2 separate regions of the Gossypium hirsutum genome follow, and region 1 is linked to region 2. The links are chromatin contacts, called in public Hi-C maps. All regions are on one chromosome and are shown on one strand. Each heading gives the region's core, a stretch centred on a gene start, on an enhancer-like site or on the middle of the called end of the contact. The rest is flanking DNA. Distances are from core to core; before and after follow the strand shown. Region 1 holds the start of LOC107945530. Region 2 holds the start of LOC107926222 (PLAT domain-containing protein 3).

Region 1 (4,502 bases), core at 299-2,798, 670 kb after region 2:
CCGCTGAGGTTGGGATTGACATGCCCCTGGCTCAAACCAAACCCTTCAAAAGCGCCCATTTTGAGAGGAGAGACATTTGATGGAATATCTATTGAATTGGAAAGTGGGTATTTGGGAGGGGCTTGAAGGAGTGATACGAAGTTAAGAATTGGGTTTTGTGGCATGTTGATGTTGAGTGGATTTTGAGGCTGTTTTAAAAGGCCTAACTCAGATGGCAGTTGGTAGTTAATGGAAGTTGTACTAGAAGTAGAATTAGTGCTAGGTGTAGAAGCCATAGCATCAACCATGGAAGAGCTAGTAAATAAGGGAGGAGGATAATTAAGTTTCTGAGCAAATGGTCTTAAAAGATAATTAGGAGATGAAGTTGTACCAAATAAATCAAGTCTGGTTCTCGGGAAAGGTGAGGAGGTGAAGGGTGGTGCAGGGATCCCAGTAAACTCCTGAACCATGGCTCGGAAATTGGTGGTGTCTGTGGTCAAAACAGTGGTTGGTGCACGCCGGGAAGCTCTGGATCTCTTCTTTGAGTTACGCACCATATTGTTGTTGTTGGGTTGGCCACTTGTGCCTGAACCTTTTGTACCACTTTCAGGTCCTTGAGGAATCTGCATAGAAGGAAAAGTGGTTCTGCTTTGTGCTTGCTGGTTGGTGAATAACTGTTGGGTTGGTGGTGGCGATGATGAGGCCATAAAGCCACGAACAAGATCATTGCAGTTGGGCTCAGATCTTAGATTTCTGGACCAAACCACATCAAGATTGAGTTGTGAATTTGGGTTTGTCACACTTGATAAGGGATGACCGAAGTAGTTCGATAAAGGGTCAAACAACACAGATGAGGAAGAAGGACTTTGGTGTTGCTGTTGCAGAAGCGGCGGCGATTGTTGGTTACCCAAGGGACCATGACCAATATGGCTCGATGGGTTATTGTTAAAGAAAGCTGAGTTTGAGTTAGCGCCTGAATCAAACTCTTCACTGCCACCACTCGGAGATTGCACACTACCACTGTTACCAGAATCCATGAGACAAAAGACAGACCAGATATGGAGTTTTTTTCTTCTTTTTTTCTTTCAGAGAAGAGATTTTTTGCTTACTTCACTACTCAGACTCATTTAAGAAGGAAGCTACAAAACAAAGCATGAAAGCAATATAAAAAGAAAAGAAAAGAAAAGAGAGAAGAAAGAGGAAGATCTTCTGGAAGAAGAGTTATCAGAAAGTACCCATGTTGTCTTTAAAGCTCTGATCTGAAAAACAAGACAGTACTTTGGCTTGCTTTTTTACTTTCTCTTCCACCAAAAAGGTATGTAGTAAATTAAACAAAGGAATTGACAAAGTTTCAAGAGAATCATCAATTAAACTAAATGGTTTGCAGAAGATAGGTAAAACGGAAGTAAACTTTCTTTGAAGAGGGAAGGCCCCTTTTTTATTAATATCCCCCCCCCCGCCCCTTTTGCGTTTTAGCCTTGCGGGTTAAGAAGAAAAGAACTAGGGTTCCTTTCAATTTTTTGAGGGTGGGTAAGATACTAAAATGTATTGTCTGTTTAAGAGAAATTAAGGGACAGAAAAAGAAGTTGGTTCGCTACCCTTTTTATTTATTTGCTACTTGGTGTCTTTTTTATTTTTAACTTTACAAGTTAAAATTATCATGTATCTTTATATATATATATATAATTATTTTAATTATACTCTACAACCACGCACCATCCCCCGTTAATCAAATTCTTTTTCATATATAAAAGAAAAACCAACGGCTTTGATGATAAGCAACCGGTCAAAGTAAAAGAAAGTTATGGTTTCGGTCCTCATAGTGTGAAAGGAAGAAAAAAGATGTACTGTAGGGAGGAAATCTTTTTTAAAGCAATACATATTATATACTATTCATTTTCTTTTATAAGATTTTCTTTTTAGTCTTTGGTGTTGGGGAGTAATGAGGTGGGCAAGCAAACAAATTTGAGAAGATGGTTGTTGAATGGTATATATAAGATATCAACCATCACTACCATTGCTTTTCAAAGCCCATAAGAAAAACCCCCTGCCTGTATTTTCTTATGTTTAAATTGGTTAGGTAACTTAGGTTTAATGATGAGAAAGAAAAGAAGGTGCAAGTGCGCTGTTTATATCCATTTCTTCACAGATTATTTGGTATAAGAAAAACAATAAATGAACATTAGAAAAATATATATTAAAATTCCCTAGCCACATCCTTTGACCTAGTCATTGATTAAATACCAAAAAAGAAATAAAAAACAATTCATAATCTGGGTTTAATATTATGTAATTGATTCAGAGGAACTTCAGAGAATCTTACAGTCTTCCTCTTGTTGAAATGTATGTGGAAAATAATGATATTTTCCTGTTATCTTCTACTTTATCTGATAACGAGATATATATATATATTCGCAGCTTTTCTAGCATCGTTATCTTCTCAGACTTTAATTATTTCAAATAATATCGTAAAAGAAAAGAAAAGAAAAGCAGAAACAAAGAGGAGAAAGATCAGTTGAACAACACCTTAACTACGCTCTGCAACCATCAAAAAAAAAAAAGATAGCTATAGTTATTGAAGTAGCTAAACAATATTATTAAACTTTTAACCAATATTATAAAAAATATTTTTATATAAATTTAAAAAACAAATTAATTTTATAATATAAAGTTGAATGTAAAATTAAAGAGTCTTTTGTCCATACATGTATGGTCTGTATTTGACCCTACAAAACCAAACCCTAACCCTAAAAATCCGAATCCTCACGTATTCCATGTTTGCACGTCATGTACTTGCTCTGTAGAGCTATGTTTTTTCCCCCTTATTTTTTAACCTCGTGTCTAATAGAAAATATCATTAATTAGAATGTAACTTAATGACAAAGGATGAAATAGATAAAGAGAGGGCATTGAAGGCTCTCAAAATCAGTTGCCTAATTATTATGTCTGATTTAAGTTGCTTGAGCCTATAAAATTACCCATTTGTTTGTTTTGTATATAATAATAATGATAATAATAATAATAAACTTGGGTGAGCGTATGGGCGGTCTCTAACCCAAGTAAGGGCCATTGGTGCGCAGTGGATTGATTGGACTTGGCATCGTTTTCAATCAACCTGTGGCTCACATAAGGATGCATTACTGTCGCTTTATTTTTTGATCTCGACCCTCCGATTGATGTGGATATTCCTTTCCCTTTGATGTTTTACTTTCTCACTTCATAATATTTTAATACAATAATGAACTCAAACTAAAAGCATATTCAATTTATTAATCTCAAACAGAAAAGGCTTACAAACAATTTGGGTTTTTTTTTTTCTTTCCTAATACCCTCCAGTATTTGCCGTCACTTTTTCTAAGCGGATAAATCTTACTAATAAAAGAAAAAAATCAAAATAAGGTTACAAAACTGAAGGACGTCAATGTCCCCATAAAACACGTATAGAAAACCGAACAAAATTTCACAATAAAAGAAAAAAGACAACTAGGTGCAATCAACACAAGGTAAAAAATTCTTTTATTATCTACTTTTCTCGATCACAATATCCTGTTGAGATATTAAGAAGCAAAGAGGTTAGTAAGGTGGTTAGAGTCAGTTATATGTAAAGTTAGTTAGTTAGTCAAGACTTTATAAATATAGAATGTACTATCAGTTTCAATAATATAGAGGAATTTTCACAATCATTCAAAGTGTTTTTAATCTTTTCAACATGGTATCAGAGCTCCGACGATCTTTATCTTTCCGGTAATAGTTCCGTTGCTGCTTGCTGGTCAATAGTTGCGGTCATTCTGGTGGTTTTTTCTGTCGTTGTTAGCCAAGGTTTGACGAACAGTCTTAGTTAACTAGTTGATTGCTGTTGTGTGCCTATGCCAAATGTTCATTGGGCTTGTGGAGTAAGTCGGAAGCCCAAATTTGGTTATTTATCCCCAATTGGCGTAGTAGTCTAGGGTTTTCTTTCCCAAATTGATCAATCTGTTCCTTCTCCTTGTTCGTTGCTTCTTGGTGTGTTTTTTTTTTTGAATAGCAGAGATGATGAATTATCATGAATCCCTCTGAATCAACCATTGACTTCAATCACCGACTACATTTGCATCCATCTGACACCCTAGGAACTTTGTTAGTTTCGCATCAGTTACTCGGTGTTGAAAATTATAATGTTTGGAGTCGAACGATGAAGATTACACTGTTAGCAAAAAACAAATTGGGGCTGGTGGATGACACTTGTTCTAAAGATTCATTGCCAGAAAAAATGGGTTACCAGTGGGAGAGGTGTAACGCGATTGTGCTCTCTTAGATACTCAATACTGTCAGTAAAGAACTTTTGGCCGGAATTGTGTTTGCGTCAAGTGCAGCAGCCGTTTGGACTGGTCTTAGTGAGCGATTCCACAAAGTTGATGGCTCAAGAATTTATTTCTTGCACCGTGAGATTGCTTCTCATCTTCAAGGTACGGCCTCCATCTCGACATATTTTACAAAGCTTAGGTTACTTTGGGATGAGTACAATGCACTGGTGCCGACATCTT
Region 2 (4,305 bases), core at 158-2,657:
TCATTGTATGAATCGGTTTATGTAATTAGATCCCACTATTTAATCAAATTAAGGGTTCAAGAATAGCAGGAAAGATCATGTTAATTGAAAGTTCGGAAACGACCAAGATCACTTGGTTAAAAAAACATGTACTAATTTAGTAAAATCTATTACTATAAATAACATAATACTCAATTTCAAAAAAAAAAAATTCTCTACTATGCAACAAACTTATTTTTTAAACTGATTTTTTCTAAAGTTATCATAAATTAAATTCATATAATGTACACTTGTGCTAACTATTTTAAAAAATATTAATAAATTATTTATTATTATTGAAATAAACATAACATATTATGTTTTATTATTGAAATAAATTATTAGTAATTTGCGTTATTATTAAAACATTACAAATGATTTTATAAATTTTAAAAAAATAAATATATTACATTATAATTAAGAATCATAAAAAAACTAGTTAATACTTTTATGTAATAATGTTTATAGTTAATATTTATAGTGAAAACATAATATAATTTAATCCATAATTGTCACATTACACGACAAACGTTATCGAACAAAAAGAGACGAACACTAATGACCAAAGGGCCGCTGCAAACCATGAGTTCATAAGCATCCCCACCTACCCCTCTAATTAATCATCCTCATTATCACCATGATAATTATTATTATACTAACTAAAACGCATCACATGCTAGAGCTAGACTCCCGATGACGACGATCATCGGGAACCTCCGAGGGACAATAGTTTCTGATGGCGGTGAGATCGTAAGGTGGGGCATCGAGCGCCAACCACTGCTCCACCGTGAACTGCTGCTGGCTACAAGGTTTATGGACGCCAGTCATGGTAACTTCCACATAGTTACAGTACCATCCATGGTGCTCACCCGAACCATCGGAGGTCAAGTTCATGGCACAAAGAGGGGCATCCAAGCAACGTCCCCTACCTGAGAAAATGTCCAAATTACCCCTCTCGAAATAGTTGTATCCTGGCCCCATTAACCCACCCCATGCTTCGATGTTGCTGATCTCCACTGAGTAGCCATTGGCATCGTAGAGCCGTAGGCCGATGATGGAGTCGGTTCCGCCTTTGATGATGGATCCCGTCCTTATGTAGACCGAGTAAACGCAATCTTCACGGTCCTACAAGCAAGAAAAAAGAGAAAGATCGAGAGGTTAAAGTTGGAGATAGAGAGGAGATTATGGGGGATGTTGAGGGCTACTTACTGAAAAAACGACAGGGGAAAAAGAAAGGAGGAGAAAGGAGAGGACTAACTGAGTTGGGATCGCCATTGGGTTTAACGTTTTGAGGCTCTCGCATTAGAGAAATTTCCATAGAGTGTCGTATAAATATGCAATTTCTTTAGGAAGGTACCTGAATTTTTTAGAACCTTTCAATTTTCTTTGAGGACACACGTGGATTAACGTATTAATTAATTTTTAAAATTTAAAATTTATTAAAAACAAACAATTATAAAAATATATTTCTTAATTTTTTTAATTAAAAAATTAATTAATTAATGATATGACAAGAGACATCATTAAATGTCAAACCAATAAAATTAACCGAATTTAATTTTCAACCAAGTTAATCGAATTTAATTTTTTTCATGTATTGGAACTGATTTGACAATAAACTTAAAATCTAAAAGAACTGAAAAGTTAAATAAAAGGTAAAAAGAATTTTATAAAATTAAAAGGTGAAATACGTTATTATCCTATATTATTATTAGTTTCTGAAGGTACTGTGGTGAATTACATTAACAAAAAGAAAAATAAAAGCACTAAAAGATGAAATTGATGTAAATTAAAATTTTTAATTAATTCTATTACAAATTTAATATTACTGAATTCACATATATTTAATTATTCTTTTATAACTGAAAGTGGGTACGAAATTGTTTTAGGATTAACCTTCATTTTTATACTCTTCTCACTAAATCAAAAAATTATTAAATATATTTAATTAATAAAAAATTATATTTAATTGGTGATTATAGGTATAACTGGCTTATTTGATAATTACTTTGAAGTAAGAATTGGTGTTGGCCTTATTTATGATTTTAATTATTGTGAAAGGACTATTAATAACATATAAATAAAACAATAATAATTGGTTAATGCGTTGATTTTTGAAATTACTGTTATAACGGTAAACATATCGAATTATGACCAAATAAATAATTAAAAAGAATTGGACAAAATTAATTCATAACAAATATACCTAATGAGACTGTGTGCATATTGAGATAAATGTTCAAAATCCACAATGCTAAAAAAATCTCATTTTAAAATTAAATGTAATAAGTAACATATTTGTTTTATCCTTCCAAAGTCAAATGTACAGATTATATATTAATAATGAGTAAGCAATTAAGAAATGATTTGACGTTTGCCAAAGAAAAAGGGTTTTTGGTTCACACCTGGCTGAAATGAAATCATCTTCACGGAAAATTACAGTACTGTCCCTAAAGTTGTGTGACTTGTCGATCACATGTAATGTCAAACACTATCTAGAGTTAGGAAACAGGATAGCGATAAGAGCGGACTGTGGAGGGACTGTAATGTAATTTTAGATTAAAAGTTATTGTTTTGGATCCATCTTCTTTATTATTTTTGCAACGACGAAGTTGTGGGAAATTGTACGGAGGAGAGAAAAGCATATTCGAAACGGAGCTATAAAAAGGTTCAGTGTGAATCATGTGGTGGTGTTTTGTACAATTGTCAATGAGAGATTGCATCTTGGTTCTACATCAAGAACAGATGGTCCTTCATCAACATCACCATCAACTTCAACAAGAAATTACCTTAAAAAAAAGTCTTCCAGCAAGAAATTTGAGTTTCACGTTAAAACTGAATTCGATTTAAAAAATTAATAAATTTTAAATTTTAAATTAATTAAATTAATTATATTAATTTTTTGAAATTTTTTATTTTATTGAATAAACTTGAATAAGAATCCAAATTTTTGTTGAATTAAATTTTATAACTCAAGTAATTCAAATAATAAATTGATTTAATACTTTTTAAGCCACTAATAATTTTGAAAACAAATTATTCCCTTAAAAGATATTACAAGAAATTCAAAATAATCTTCAAAAATTCAAAATATTTATAAAATATTTTTCTAAAATTTTATAAATATATATTCAAAAATTTAAAATATTAAAAATTACTAAAAAATATTTAAAGATATATAAAAATTCTAAATTATAATTTAAAATAAACAAAATAATAAATTTAAAGCCTTAAACAAGAAATTATCAAATCAAGTTTATCATACTAATTAATTATCTTGTTTTTCTCTTATTTTTTTTTGAAAGAGTTTTCAAATATACATGGTATTTATGTTTGTTAGCTTGGAATTTAGTCATATTGTCAACAAAATTTTAATATGATCGATTTATATTTTTTTAACTTAAACAAATTTATTTAACTCGACGAATTTACTCGATTTGGATTTGAAAGTTTTTCAAATCCAATTGAAATGATAAAATAGAACTTATTAAGTTATTTAACTTAACATTGTTTCACTTGATTCCATTGAATTTAAAATAGAGTTAAACTCAATTTGATTGGATGTTGATCCCTATTTCAAATCACGATTATTTATCAAGTTAAAGATGGTTGAATATTTTAGGATATGCTTATCAGGGAGTGCTTCTCATAAGTTTCATATAAAACAAAATTTGTAATGACTTTTTCAGTAAATAAAGTAAATGTACTCCTGGGTAAACTATAGTAAAAGAGTCCAATGTAATATCAAAACTTTTAGCAAATACCAAAATTTCTAAAAATATCTTGTTGGATATTTTGGTATTATCTAACATGGTATTTAGTTAGAATTTTTTTGTATTAGTTATAAATTTTGGAATATCAAAATATATAATGAGATATTTTTAGAAATTTTGGTATTTGCTTAAAAATTTTGGTGTTATATGTAACAGTCTCAAAATTTTTAGTGTTAGGTTTCGCAAAATTTAATTATAAATACGGTGAGATTTATCGGGAATAAATTATTGTAAAGCGAAGTTAATACCGAAAATTTTATCCTTTTTAGTTAGTAATTATTTTTGGAATTTTAATATTTATTGGGTACTAATCTAGGTCTAAGATTGACTTGAAAGAAAGTGAAATTAGAAAGTTTTAATAGTTTAAGGACTAATTTGAATAAGGGAAGAATTAAGAAGGTTCTCTGCTGTTATTGGCCCAAGGGCCCAAAAGCTAATAATCCTAAGCTATGAAGTTTGGTTGTGTGTTTTGATTTCTGATTTCAATTTGCTTTCGCTTCGCTTCAATCACCGG

What was found. A called contact is a pair of places that touch in the nucleus more often than the background predicts.
Region 1: a Hi-C map of leaf shows a contact between it and region 2, with 1.9 times the contacts expected there. The contact joins the promoter of LOC107945530 here to the promoter of LOC107926222 in region 2. A contact is called at or near these places in 2 of 34 Hi-C or Micro-C datasets (both in leaf).

What each region holds. Positions count from the first base shown.
Region 1 is chrD12:36,987,173-36,991,674 of Gossypium_hirsutum_v2.1, forward strand. LOC107945530 reads right to left here and starts at 1,549. Exons shown (of 2, transcript XM_016879581.2): 1 at 1,215-1,549; 2 at 1-1,118. The coding sequence starts at 1,016.
Region 2 is chrD12:36,319,202-36,323,506 of Gossypium_hirsutum_v2.1, forward strand. LOC107926222 (PLAT domain-containing protein 3) reads right to left here and starts at 1,408. Exons shown (of 2, transcript XM_041107894.1): 1 at 1,277-1,408; 2 at 493-1,143. The coding sequence starts at 1,336. The coding sequence ends at 688.